Regions from separate parts of the Mus musculus genome. Here region 2 is linked to region 1. Evidence: chromatin contacts called from public HiChIP or PLAC-seq data. All regions are on one chromosome and are shown on one strand. Each heading gives the region's core, a stretch centred on a gene start, on an enhancer-like site or on the middle of the called end of the contact. The rest is flanking DNA. Distances are from core to core; before and after follow the strand shown.

Region 1 (7,279 bases), core at 1,937-4,436:
TCATGGGCAAAGATAAGAAAACACTTCCACTCATAAGAGTAAATGCAGGGAAAATCATTTGCCTGGCTGCAACCAATCAAGTCAAAAATGCACAGCAAACTGCAGTCAACAGTTCCCTTTGCAGGTGGTATACATCTTGGGAAAACACACATCTTTCAGAGACACACTGAAGGATATTCATTAAGCACTGTTTGAAGTATTTAAAAAAATAGAAAAAACTTCAAAAAGGAATAAATTGGGTAGTTATTGAAAAAAAAAAAAGGAAAAAACACAGATAGAAGTGAGGAGGGCAGGACATACAACCTTGGCAGTAATTAATATGATGTGGAGAAAGTAACTTACTGATTTAATTAACAATTAGTAAAGAGCTGGGCGTGGTGGCACATGCCTGCAATGCCAGTACTTTGGAGTCTAAGGCAAGAGAATGAGGAGTTTGGGGCCAGTCTAGTTACATTACCAGGTGTAGGTCTGCTTGGGCTACATACCAAGCAAGATGCTAGGGAGGAGAAGTGGGCAGTCACGTGCAATGAGAACACCACTAAAAGTAGAATACCAAAACAAGTGTGAAGTATTTACTTCACACTCATCACCTCTTCTACAACCCTAACTTGTCCCTGAGACCTAAAAATGTTCTGTACATACATAAGATGACTTCCAACTTAATGATCCTGTAATTTACTAAGTGTATAATAAACACTCCAAAATCAGCAAAACATCAGAGAATTAATAGGTCACATTAATATACGTAAGTCAGAACAATTTTTTCCCAAAACATTTCCAAAATATTGTACACGGTAACATATGAAAAGAAAGCATGAATTTTACCTGTGGAAAAGTTAAAAGAATATGCTAAATATTGTCATCTTAAATTTTTTGAAAGTCTGATGATTGTGACATTTAAATGTGTGTTAACTTTGTAAGACTACAGTGCTCACCAGTCCAATTTGAGTGTAAATGTTAATATGAAGGTAGTTTGTTTGTGATTAACATACAAGATCCATCAAAGGACTTCAAGGAGGTTATTCTCAATTATGTGAGTTTATTAATGCATGCTGTGCACACATTACAGGAGAAACCTCAACAGAAGAGAACACCAAACAGTGGCTCAGAACTCTGGTCTACACAGTATCTTAAACAAAGAACAGAAGTATTTTAGACATGACATGACAGAAAGCAGATTTGGCTTTTGTTTACATAGGTAGGGGACTATAGGTAGTGAGTCTGAGCTTTTTAATCAGACCACAATACAGTAGCCTAGATGGAGGGCTCAGCATTAAAGAGCTCTTGCTGAGGAACCAAGTTAAGCTCCCAGCACCCACAATGGGTGGTCCCCGAGAGCCTGTAACTCTAGTTCTAGGGGAATTCAATGCCTTCAGCTGCCACTGGCACATGCATATATGTGTCAATATCCCACCCCCATGAACATATAAATAAAATCTTTTTTCAAAAAAATTACAATTCCGAAGTCGACATGCATAGCTAAGTCACTGTACCACTTTGGATGACCCTTAGGTAGAATTATATTAAGTCTCTCATCTATTTTAACATTATATTTATATATGTGTATGTGTGTGTGTGTGTGTGTGTGTATAAAATCACTAAGGAGTCCACCATTATTTGTCAAATTCAAGGTGATGACTTTTAGTCATTCGTGGCAAATTTACTCAATTTTTAAAAGATTATGAAACGCTGGGTGTGGTGGCGCACACCTTTAGTCCCAGCACTCAGGAGGCAGAGGCAGGCGGATTTCTGAGTTCGAGGCCAGCCTGGTCTACAAAGTGAGTTCCAGGACAGCCAGGGCTATACAGAGAAACCCTTTCTCGACGCCCCCCCCCCAAAAAAAAAGATTATGAATCTCTTTTGATATCTTTGTCTTTTTTACTTATAAAGCTCTTTAAATTTTAATGTAAGCCTGCTATTACAGTTTAGAATGATCTTTAAAACAAGAAATCGTGTCCACAGAAATACTATAGAAACAGCTCGTCAAGAAAGGATAGTGTTCATTCCCACCAATACCTATACTTCAAAGACACCAGCACACCACATAATTTGTTACTGTTGCAAAAGTTAACAAGTTATTAATTTCTGGCATAATTTAAAAGGATAATTAGAATAGTATCATTAAAACATTACAGTGCCTTATTAAAACCAGAAATACCTTCCACCTTATCCGCTAAATCAAAACTTTAGAATTCTTGCTACACTGGCTTTCAGAATTTAAACTCTTGAAACTCTAAATTAGACACAACACACTAAGTAAAAACCCTCGTAGGTGCTGCATTCATTTTAGAGTAAAGTGTCATGGAAAACTTTTCGGCCGAATCTAAATTCCACACACATTACTGTGTGTCAGTCAGCTGGACAGAAGGAGAGAGCTATCCTTAGTCAGTTACGTAATTTACAATAAGGATCGTTCCGAGCGGCATTCATTGAAAGTAGCTCTACCAAGCATTTACAGGCTTCAAAGTTCACCGGACAATCTCCGTCTAAGTTCTGAGAACGCACTACTCTTTAGCAGTGGTCACAAGGAAGCAGGAACTGTTTATCCGCAGAACGCAATGAGTAGCAGAACACCAGGGGCTGACTCAGGCACCGGAACGCTGGCTGCATTCCGTCTTCCACGGGAAAGTGTTTCCCAGGCTGGTTCCCCGATCCGGCCAGGGGTGGGGTGAGGGAAGAGTCCCAGAGACTCGCGAACTCCGGGCCTGGGCGCAGCGAGACGACTCCCTGCCGTGCCCCCGGCAAGTCCGGCGGGGTGGCCCGCCACCGCGCCAAGGTGCGTCCCCCCCACCCCCACCCCCCGGCCCAGGGAACCAACCGGCATCGCGCGGGGAGCGTCCCTCCGAGGGACAAAGGTTGGGCTGCCACCGCGGCGCCCGGCTCAGCCTGGGGCTCTCCCCAGGGAACCCTGGCGGTGCGGCGGGTCTGGGAGGGGGTGCGAGCCCCGCCGCCCCTCCCCCGCCGCGCTCCCGGGAACCTGTTGATTAAGATCGCCACAGCCCGGGCGCTGCGGGTCCGCCCCTTACCTCCAAGCCCCGGCGGCCGCCGATCCTCTCTCCCTCCCTCGCTCCTCAACGCAGCCCAAGCAACAGCCCTCCGTCTGGCGGCCCTCAAAACACTGGATAAAGAATCCAGAAACTCCCGATTCCTCCCACCTCGGAGTCTCCAGTCCCCGCCCCCTCCTCACCGCCAGCCTCCTCCGTCGCCGCCGTCGCCAGCAACTCCTCCTCGAGGCCGCGCGAGACCGGCCCCCGCGGCTGACGCGAGACCGCGCACGCGCCCCTGGGACGCTGGCGCAGCGGGCGCGCCTATCCCAGGCCGTTCCTGGCGCGGCCCGCCCACGGCCCGGAGAGAGGCTGGAACGGATCGTCCAATCCTGAGCGCGCGTGGGGAGAGGGCCCGCTGATTGGTCCGCTCTTCCCCCCCCCCGCCTCCCGGGGGCTCGGCCGCGCGCACTCACCCGCCTCGAACTGCGAAGCGTTCGTTCTAACCGCTGAGTCGCTTCGCTGCCTCAGCCCACCTCCTCGCCTCTGTGTGGGGTCGCCGTGCTTCCCTGAGACGGACTCGGAAGCCGCTAAGGCTCGACGGGGCCTGGGAAGCGGTCATCTCCTGAGAAAAATCCGATTCCCTTGGAAGAGACCCCTGTTGTCCTGTCAGGCACATCAAAAATGCTAATGCTCAAAACAACCGTGACGCCAACACCTGGTTGTGTATAAAGTTCCACACAATTCCCTGATTCCACAGACGACTCCTTTCTGAAAACCAGGAAGGATGTCAAAGGCCACAGTTGTCACAGAATTCTCCGGAGAGGATTGGGAGTTACTTAGGCTAGTCCCAGCGCGAGTCCATGCTGTCAGGACACACCTATGCCACCATCTGGGAAGGGTGGGCACGGAAAGTGCTATGAAAGTGTGCGCGAGGAACTGGATTTGGAGCAAACAGAAATATGTTCTATGTAGAAACCTCTTCTGCTGGACCTAAATCCATTGCTTCAGCCTGTTGAGTTTTCTCAGGGGCACATGTCGTAGACAACTGTCCCTCTGTGCCTTCGTATATGCAATTAATCATGTCTTTATTTCCTCCCACCGTGGTTTTTAAGCACCATTCCCAATATACCCAGGCTCCTACCTACCTTTTTCCTCTTATGGGTTGTTAGTGTCCCCAAGGAATACTATGCCCTCTGAAGTAAGCACAACTTTTTTTGGGGGGTGGGGGGAGGGCGAAATCCTTCTCTTCCTGGATCATCAAATTCAAATCTTACTGACATTTTATTAAGTACTTAACGTTGTTTATTGGTGTTAGTAAGGCAGAGCCAAGGACAGGACTTTTTTACATACCACTAAAGACCTCTTTCCTTCTGTCAAACATACCTCAGTGGACTTTGAGTACAGACGGACAACTTCCAAATATATGTAACTGAACTGTCTGCTTAGTTCATCTTCACAAAGAAGTGAGAATTTGTGAACTGCAAGTGGACTGTCTCCAGAATTCCTAGACACTGTTAGCCACACACAAAAGGTTAGTGAGTGTTGACATTCCTTTCTACCTTTTTTTTTTTTAATGCATAAGACATTAGGTAACAAGTACTCTAGTTCCTTTTTTAAAAAGTGGTTCCCCCACCCCACCCCCTTTTTGGAAATGTTGACATAAAGCTAGCTTACTCTTGTTGTGAGGACTGTTCTGTGCATGATAATGTGTTTGACAAAATAGTTTCTGTCCCTTAGATTCCAGGCACATCTCCCTTTCCAAAAGTGACAAAAGATGTTTACAGATATAGCCAAAGGGTGGGAGGGTGTTCTTTTTTAAAAGATGTATTTGTTTTTTATTTTGTGTATATGCATATTTGCCTGCATTTATGTGTATGTGTTACCTATTGCCTGGTGTTTGGTGAGGCAGAGATCTTTGGATTCCCTGAGTCTCAGACTGCAGACAATTACAATTCACCATTTGGGTGCTAGGAACTGAACCCATTTCCTCCTCAAGAGCACCAAACATTCTTAACACTTATCTTTCCAGGCTCCTAGAAAGCATTTCTCTTCATACCTTCCAATAGCCCCATCCAGACAGCTTTCCAAAACATTTCTTCCCTAATGAACACCCCTGCCGGGTAACTACCTTGCCTTGCTTCCCCAGTTGCTTAGGTTTTCCTCTTGTAGGCTCCACTCTGATAAAATGATCAATCACTATTAGTGTGAAGCAATGGGGCAGCTGCTACTCTGGAAATATGGGAGATTCCTTTATAAAGTACAGGAAATTTTTATTATTTTATATCCTAAGTATAGAATATAAACTTTTTATTTTTAAAAAGAGAAGATTGTGGCAAATATGAAACCTATTCTTTGGTAAATAGAACATTTTCCAGAACCCCAATATCACACTAATTACTGGCCTTGTATGCAAAAATGGGTACCTGAAAGAGCAGAAAGTATAAAAACTGCAGGCAAAGTGATGAGAGTGCTATTATGTGGATGTGCAACAAGCCTTCCTGGACTTAAATTTTCTCATTTGTAACTTAAGAGGGCTTTTGTTTCTGATTTTATGACTGGGAGCTTCTGCAAATGGAGTCTAACATGGGTAGTACGGGAGTTAAGACAATATAACATTCATCCCAAAGTGGAATAAAATAGTAATCAGTAATTTATTTTAAAACCTCCTGTTTGAAGAACTAACTGTTCGTCCTTGTCAGAAGGCAGTCCACCTGCTGAGTCACCCTGGCTGATTTGTAACTAAACATTACGGATGAATAGAGAAAGCCAAACTGTAAAACCAACTGTAAGAAGAAGAACAACCATAGGACACGTTCTTCCTCCTTCTTTGTCTTGATATCTGCTTATATCACCCACCGATGTATTAAAGTAGTAGAACGCCATGCTGCTTTAAATTTGGGGGAACATTCAGAATAGCATTGTGCTATAGGAGTTGAAACAGCTGATAGACTCTGTCCTGGAGGAATTCACAATAAAGAGACAAGGTAAATACAAACAGTAAAAAAAGTATGGAAAATGAAATTAAAGAATCAAAGAAAGATAAAGTTCATGGCAAGAGGACCTTTACTAGCTAATTGGAGGTAAGGACAAGGACAAAGAATAAACTAGTCAGAATACCGCAATAATGGGAAAATAGGTAGGAGTTGAGATTTTTATTAAAGGCTACAAAATTTGATAGATTGGAGAAATAAGTTTAAGAGCTCTGTTGCACAAAATAGTGACTATCCTTAATCATGTATGGCATACTTGAAAAACAGAGTAAATTTTAAGGTTCTTACCACAAAAACTAAGCATATTAAGAAAAGTTAATTAGATCAGTTTGGCCCTTCTTCAAATATACACACATTTGAAAACATGTTAAACATCACAAATATATGCCATTTTCATAAATTAAATTTTTAACTAAATTTAAAATTAAAAAACAGACTGCATTAGTCATTTTCCAGCACTGTATTATAATAACCGAGAAACACAGAGAAAGGCCTAGTTGGGCTCAAGGTTTCAGTCCATGGATACTTATCACTCTTGCTCTGTGGCCCATACTCATGGGAGCAGGAACACATAGTGTGGCAAAGCAGCTCAGGTCACAGATGACAAGAGGAGGCAGAGCAAGAGAAAGAGTGCAAGGGATACTCTGGGAACAAGGGATACTCTTCGAAGGTCATAACGCACAGTGGCCAACTTCTTCCAACTAGGCCCTATCTACTAATAATTCACCCGTGATGTTCTTTTGATGCATTAATCAATCTATTGATGAAGTTGCCATCCTCTCAGGGTTGGGATTGAGAGGGACACTGAGGCAGATTTATCTTTTGGGTAAGAGAGTTACTAGAAAAGCTATTAATGCTATTGACAGACAACATGACAGGGTCTCCCAGAAGTCAGTCTCCAAGCCAGTCATAGGTAGATACCATGAAAGTTCAGGTACAACAACATGCAACACAATGGGGGTCCTTTCTTATAGGTCTCCAAGGAAGGGGGATGTTTCATAGTACTGCTTGCAGTTAGACTGTCTTCCTTCTCTGGTGGTTGGAAGGAGAGGGCTCCTGCATTTCAGGGAGGGAATTAATGGCTCTGAGGATGTAAGGGAAGTGGGGGAGAGCACATTTAGTTAAAGTATACCCACTATACCTAAGTCCTCTGATATCTAGCAGCCTGAGCCTTTAAAAGTCTTTATGGAAGTGGGAATTGAATCAGGAAATTTGCTTTTATCTTGCAATCAAGGTACCTGTGGAGTCTGTGAGATAGGGAGTCTGCTATTTCCCTTAGAGTGGGTGTAAAAAAAATAAATA
Region 2 (6,508 bases), core at 2,376-4,875, 51 kb before region 1:
AATATCCATGAAAAAATGGCTAATAGTTTATTTAGAAGTACCTAAAACAGGTTAAGCAGACATTTGATAGTAAAAGTAACTTCAGAAGGAAGCTAATATAAAAAAGAATCACTGGCCCTGAAATTTTGCTAGCTTTAAAAAATCCTTATCTTTAAACGTTTATGACAGGGTGACAAAATTGTAGTATATCTCATTATATCAAGTCAGTTTATGTTAGAAATCTAGAAGAGTTTTGTTACTTTATTTCATTCTTTATTCACCCTTATTTTCTTTGCTTTTATCTTTTATTTTCTTCACATTAAAACATCTGGTACACAACAAGAGGCTTTAACCACAAAATGCAAGTGTTTTCTACGTAACTATCAAGCAGCTCACTCTGTGTGTACGCCCTTTCCTGCTGCCTCTTCAAGGGTGTATCAAGTACACAGTCACACACACAGAAAGCAGTTTTCTCCAGCCTATTCTCTTTATTCTGCCTAGTTCTCCACAACCCCAAATTATATAACTGCTAATACAAAACAAAAGTTGGCATACATAGCCTGAGAATTATCTGGTTCTATCTCTTTCTACTCTAACCTTCACTTTTTTTTCAGGATTTCGTTAACAAGATAGTTTACTTTGATGATAAATGAGAACAAAACAATTACTTTATTTGCAATAAAGGAAGGTTTTGAATGTACATCAATTTTAAGGAAATCTTAATTAAAATTCTTACAACTTGTAACAGTATTATTTAAGACTTCTAGCTGCTTTTAAACAAAATTTGATTTGTTCCTCCTGAGTATTTCCTGTATCATTCCACTTTTCTGAATGTTTATTATTATTATATATTACAAATGTACAATATACATATAAATATGTACAAATTTACATATACAATCATTAAAAATAACCTTTCTAGTCACACTTTAAATTCTTAAGGAATGCTTTGTCTACTCACGGATAAATGATGTGTTGACTGGAAACTGAAGGCGTCTTCTCAAAGAAATAAATGAGCAGCCCTGTCCTTCCCTCACTTAAAAAAATTGTTGTTTCTGGCTGTGAAGAAGGCTGAAGCCATCTCCTGTCATGTGTCTATTAATTAAGACACTGACAAACAGACACATAATTTTAAGGGAGTATTTCTGTTGTAGTCTGATGTGTTAGCAGATTATTAGCAGAGAAAAATATTTGATAAGCAGTATTACACTTCTTTAGAAATATTTTTTTTGGTTCCTGTACAAAATGATGAGTTTCATTATGATTTATTAAATCTTCCAGGAAATAAATTACTAATACCTGGCACCATATTTCAATTTAGAAAATAGGTAAAACAGCCACATAAAAGCATTAAAAGGTAAAAAGGTAAAAGGCCACATAAAGGCATTAATGAAAACCATAGTGGATTATAAATTGGAAGAAATAATAGTCGTCTTTTAAACTTGTAGAAATGGAAGTCATGAGTAGGAACGGAAAAAAGTATAAAAAGTATAAACTTAGCCTGATTCTAAGTAATGCCACATGGACAAATACATTAGTCTTAAAAGAATTCAACATAAACCAGATCAATCCAGGCTAAATGAGGGAGGGAGAAACGGTAAGAAATGAAGAGTAAGCAAGAAGAAACAAGATAAAACATTTCTATTCTAACAAAACCCTTAGGAGGGGAAACACTAAAATTCTTTCATATAGAAGTACTAAATACTAATTTTTCCTACTGTAATTCTATCTGAGGGTATGCAGCAGACTTTACTATCTCTGAATACACAGTTGGAATAAACCTTGAACAAACTCTGTCAAACCCTGACCAAGGAACTTCCCCTTCTCCTATGACCTGCTAAAATCCACCACCCCTATGTTGAAACTCCAGCCCCTTTCCCCTCACCACCACTGCCTAACTCAGTCACACACTGTCAGCATCCTGAAAGCAACAACATGAAAGCCCTTGATTTGGGGGAGGGGACAGTGTTTGGAGGCCAGGCAGTCCTGAAAAATAAACTGGTCTTGTCTAGACCAACAATTCTATGAAGTAGAGACTGTATGTAGCCCCCTGAAGCTGTATTTAACTTCCCATTCCCACCTCCCTTTCCTCTTCGCAGAACACTCCCTACAGACACCCAGTTCAGTCCTTCCCTGTTTCAAACAGTCCTGTCTGTTGAAGTTAGATGGATTCTTTCTGCCATCTGTCCCTTTACACCATCCTAGAAGTCTAACACACATTATTTAAGCACAGACATTTTAAATATGCATTCTACACAAAATTTATCAAAGAAAAGTAAATGAGATACAATAGAAACTGCTTCCTATCTGGAATAAAGACTCATGAGAGAACAAACGTAGCATGTATATGATGCTCATGGGCAAATCAGGGTTAGCCTAAGCCCTGGCCAAGTGAGTGAAGTGCAGGCTAGATGTTACTTCCTATTCAAACCTCTACTTGCAGCAGCACAGATCAACTCTAGATGTGGCAAATTCAAATTTAACCCTCCCAAAGTATTAGCTTGATGTCAAAGCAAGTGATGGGACTGAAATTCAACTGTTGTTTCTTTTGTTTTGTGTGAGATCACAGCATGTTGTCCTGGCTAGTTTGGAACTCACAATCTTCCCACATCAGTTTCCCAGCAGCTAGGATTACACGTCCGCACTGATACTGGCTACTGTCTTTATCTCTGAAACAGACCATAGAGGCCTTCTTAACAGGATTATTATAGGAATGGTATATGCTAAGGTACCTAACTGCAGGTTTCAACAGGCACAGGAATGGTAAAATGACAATGATATAAAAAACAAACTTTATTACATCCAAAATTAAAAAAATGTTTATTTCATCTAAAAAACAGTAACTATAAGAAACATCACCTAGCTTTAAAGAGAACACAAATTAACATATAAGGCAACATTTCTTAAAATGACTTCTATTGGCTCTTAACACAGCTCTGTAAGGATCAGTGTATGCAGAAATAAAATTTATTGATTAAATGCTCCACGTGTGAGAATATGCATCTGCCATCACTCAGATCTCAGATCTAATCTCATTAGATCCACTCTGCCTGCTAATGTAAAGGCTTGAAGAAATTCTTTAATAAGAAGAGTTTTTTAACCTAGGATTCTCATGTTATTTGGACACAGAACTCTTTTGTATATAAATCATATCCTAGATCCAGGTTTTCAATTTTTTGTCATGCAAAAGAGTTCGAAGATAGTAAGTTGATCCCACATAAGCAATTCCTGTTTATCTTTTTAAAAAATTCCTGTTTATCTTATTGACAGTTATCAAAAACTAGATTTTAAGATGTAATTATTATCTTCATCATTATTCAACTTTATTTTCTAGTAGTTTAATAAAAAAAAAACTGAGTTGCTATAAAACATACTGCCTTGTGGGCAGTGCCACTCCCAGGCAGGTGGTCCAGGGCTGTATTAAAAAACAAGCTGAGCAAGCCACAAAGAACATGCCAGTGAGTAGCTTTCCTCCATGGCTCCTACCCTAACTTTTCTCAATAATGGATTATGATTGGTACATGTAAACTAAATAAATCCTTTTTTCTCCAAGTCACTTTCAGTTACTGAGCTTATCACAGCAAAGAATGCAAATTAGGACAGAGAGCGGTCTCAGGAGCTGGTGTTGTGGTAACCATACTGCTTTTGAGAGAGCTGTGAAACTGGAACTTGTGGCTGGAAAAGCCACTGAGTGCTTAGGGCTTCATAGGCTGCTCTGTGGCAGCTTGGAGGAGAAGACTGCTGAGGCAAAGGCAGACAATGGAGGAATCTCTCAAAAACTGTATCAGGCGTTCTGGTGATAGTTCCAAATTAAGAGTCTGTAGTTTCTGGTTGTTGAGGTTTACGAATCAGCAGTGATTCCTAAGAGACCAGGATCACCGAAACGTTTGATGTAAGAGGACAATCGACTAGTTGGCTGAGGTTGAAAAACCAGCTGTGACTAACAAGAGGCCAGCAACACTGAGGTGAGATTTTTTGGCAACTATTTCTTCAGGGGGAACACAATGAAACTGTGATCCCAGCAAACGCTGCATCTCAAGCCAGAAGCTGAAATTAGCAACATGTAAGTCTCCCGAATGGTAACTGTCTTGGTTTGGTTTTTTTTTTTCCCATTTTTTATTAGGTATTTAGCTCATTTACATTTCCAATGCTATACCAAAAGTCCCCCATACCCACCCACCCCCACTCCCCTACCCACCCACTCCCCCTTTTTGGCCCTGGCGTTCCCCTGTACTGGGGCATATAAAGTTTGCAAGTCCAATGGGCCTCTCTTTCCAGTGATGGCCGACTAGGCCATCTTTTGATACATATGCAGCTAGAGACAAGAGCTCCGGGGTACTGGTTAGTTCATAATGTTGTTCCACCTATAGGGTTGCAGATCCCTTTAGTTCCTTGGGTGCTTTCTCTAGTTCCTCCATTGGGGGCCCTGTCGTCCATTCAATAGCTGACTGTGAGCATCCACTTCTGTGTTTGCTAGGCCCTAGAATAGTCTCACAAGAGACAGCTATATCTGGGTCCTTTCAGCGAAATCTTGCTAGTGTATGCAATGGTGTCAGCGTTTGGAAGCTGATCATGGGATGGATCTCTGGATATGGCAATCACTAGATGGTCCATCCTTTCGTCACGTTTTTGTGTTTTTTAAAGAGAAGGCCAGAAGAGGAATGCTTACAGAGTGTGGGATAGAGCAACCTCTTCTTAATTTTTTTTAAAGAACTGTTTGGTTATTTTATGTATATGAGTACACTGTTGCTGTCTTCAGACACACCAGAAGAGGGCATCGGATCCCATTATAGATGGTTATGAGCCATCATGTGGTTGCTGGGAATTGAACTTAGGACCTTTAGAAGAGCAGCCAAGTGCTCTTAACCTCTGAGCCATCTCTCCAGCCCAGTAACTGATTTTCAATGGCACAAAATTTCAAGAGTGAAGAAGGCATGGAGAGACCTGGAACCATGTGGCAGGATTAGAATCCCTGAAGAGACTGAGAAGCCATTGATTGCAGGTGTACCTTCATTGCAGGGGAGACCAGAGAATACTGAGAGATACCAACCAGTACCATGGGGTAACTACCAAGGACAGCTGCACTAGTAGAGTGGGATCAACTTGAGCTTATGAGACAAGATGTGTGTTTTGCAAATGGTAGATCTAAAAATCTGAGCTGCCAAAGCCCTTTAGTGCTCAGAAGATCATAAGGGAGTCCCAGATATTAGACACTAAGCTGACACCACTGAGTTTGGAGTTTTGGGTTGATTTCATTGTAACTGTCTAATGTTTCAAGTATATAACTTGGTTTTGGTTTTAGAGGAGCACACAGTTAAAAGAGACTCTGGATTTATAAGAATGTGAGCTTTTAAATTGCAAGAATTTTTAAAGACTGTGGAACTTTTAAAAGTTGGATTATTTCATACTGTGATATTAATACTTACATGATATCTTGAGGACAAATAAGAAAGGAAAGGTCATGATTAATAGTATTTGTATATCATGTTGGCAAAGGGTCAATTGTGCTGGTTTTCATTAACTTGATATAAACCTAGATATCTAAGAAGAATCTACACTGAGGAAGTCCCTCCATCATATTGGCTGTAGGTATATTTGGGGGATTTTCTTAATTAATGGCTAATGTGAGAGAGCCCAGACTATGGTGGGCAGTACCACTGCTATGTGCTATGTTCCTCAGAACTGCAATATTCCTTCCAAATTGAATGTTTGCTCTAGGAAGGAAAAGGAGGATCAAAAAGACACAAGCCAGGGAGAACAGGAATGTAAAAGACTCAGGCCCCTAGCCAGCAGTGAAAAAAGGATCAAAGAATTGTTGGGGGCAGACAAGAGACTCGGGGCAGCTAACCTGCCTGAAAAAGACATTCAGACTGTCAAGCTATCTGTCAGCTGCATGGAGAATGTCAAGCAGTTTTGGGAGTTGCTACCCACTCTGGGGTAGATTTTCTGGTCTTTAACATTATCTTTGCTGCTTGCTAAGTAACCTTTCATCCACAGTTTTGTTAGTAACCCCAATAAAAAGCTCACTGGCTCACCAAATTGGACATTGGTGTAACCATTTCTTTGGTCTGTCCCCGTTCCCTTTCTGGGATGAACAGATGTGCGTTGCATCTCCCCAGGAACAGCAGCCACCCCTGGGCAGTTGCTCAGGCTGTTAAAAAGGGCAATTTGAGCATGCAAGTCATGAGGCAGTTTTCCTCTATGGTTCCTGCCCTGACTTTCCTCAATGACAGACTGTGACTGCGACATGCAAGCCAAATAAATCTGTTTCTCCCCAAGCTGCTCTCAGTCCTGGTGTTTACCACAGCCACAGAAAACTAACTAGCACAATATCTAAACCAACACTTTTGTTTAATGTGACTAAAATATAAAAGAACTGATCTCAGGGTTGAACTCAACTCGCCATCACTTACAGTCTCTTAAATCTGGCCCTTCGCATACACATTTTCGTTAGGGTATGCAAGGAACCAAAGCAAAACATATTGTGCTATTTTTACTTACCTAATATGTTCACAGCATAGTGAGGACT

What was found. HiChIP or PLAC-seq counts read pairs in DNA pulled down with a chosen protein or histone mark.
Region 2: a contact with region 1 is called in an H3K4me3 HiChIP or PLAC-seq map of the 230-238 cell line, with 13 read pairs. The contact joins the enhancer-like site here to the promoter of Mpp5 in region 1. A contact is called at or near these places in 6 of 39 promoter capture datasets (3T3-L1-derived adipocytes, the HPC-7 cell line, frontonasal cranial neural crest and 3 more), 1 of 15 datasets of contacts at CTCF or cohesin (the G1E-ER4 cell line), 6 of 484 Hi-C or Micro-C datasets (astrocytes, brain, forebrain and 2 more), 11 of 115 datasets of contacts at active chromatin or transcription factors (the 230-238 cell line, the SCID.adh cell line, bone marrow-derived macrophages and 5 more) and 3 of 9 other capture datasets (adipose tissue, liver and pancreatic islet).

What each region holds. Positions count from the first base shown.
Region 1 is chr12:78,744,854-78,752,132 of GRCm38.p6, reverse strand. Mpp5 (membrane protein, palmitoylated 5 (MAGUK p55 subfamily member 5)) reads right to left here and starts at 3,186. Exons shown (of 15, transcript NM_019579.3): 1 at 3,027-3,186.
Region 2 is chr12:78,797,363-78,803,870 of GRCm38.p6, reverse strand. It overlaps Mpp5 (membrane protein, palmitoylated 5 (MAGUK p55 subfamily member 5)), which reads right to left. Exons shown (of 15, transcript NM_019579.3): 3 at 6,481-6,508. Among named protein-coding and RNA genes, the nearest start is that of Mpp5, 52 kb to the right of the region's middle. Within about 2 kb of position 3,625, at least 12 of the 459 cell types and tissues checked have an H3K27ac peak or open chromatin away from gene starts, as enhancers often do. A contact at or near this core is called in the 230-238 cell line, where this site is marked.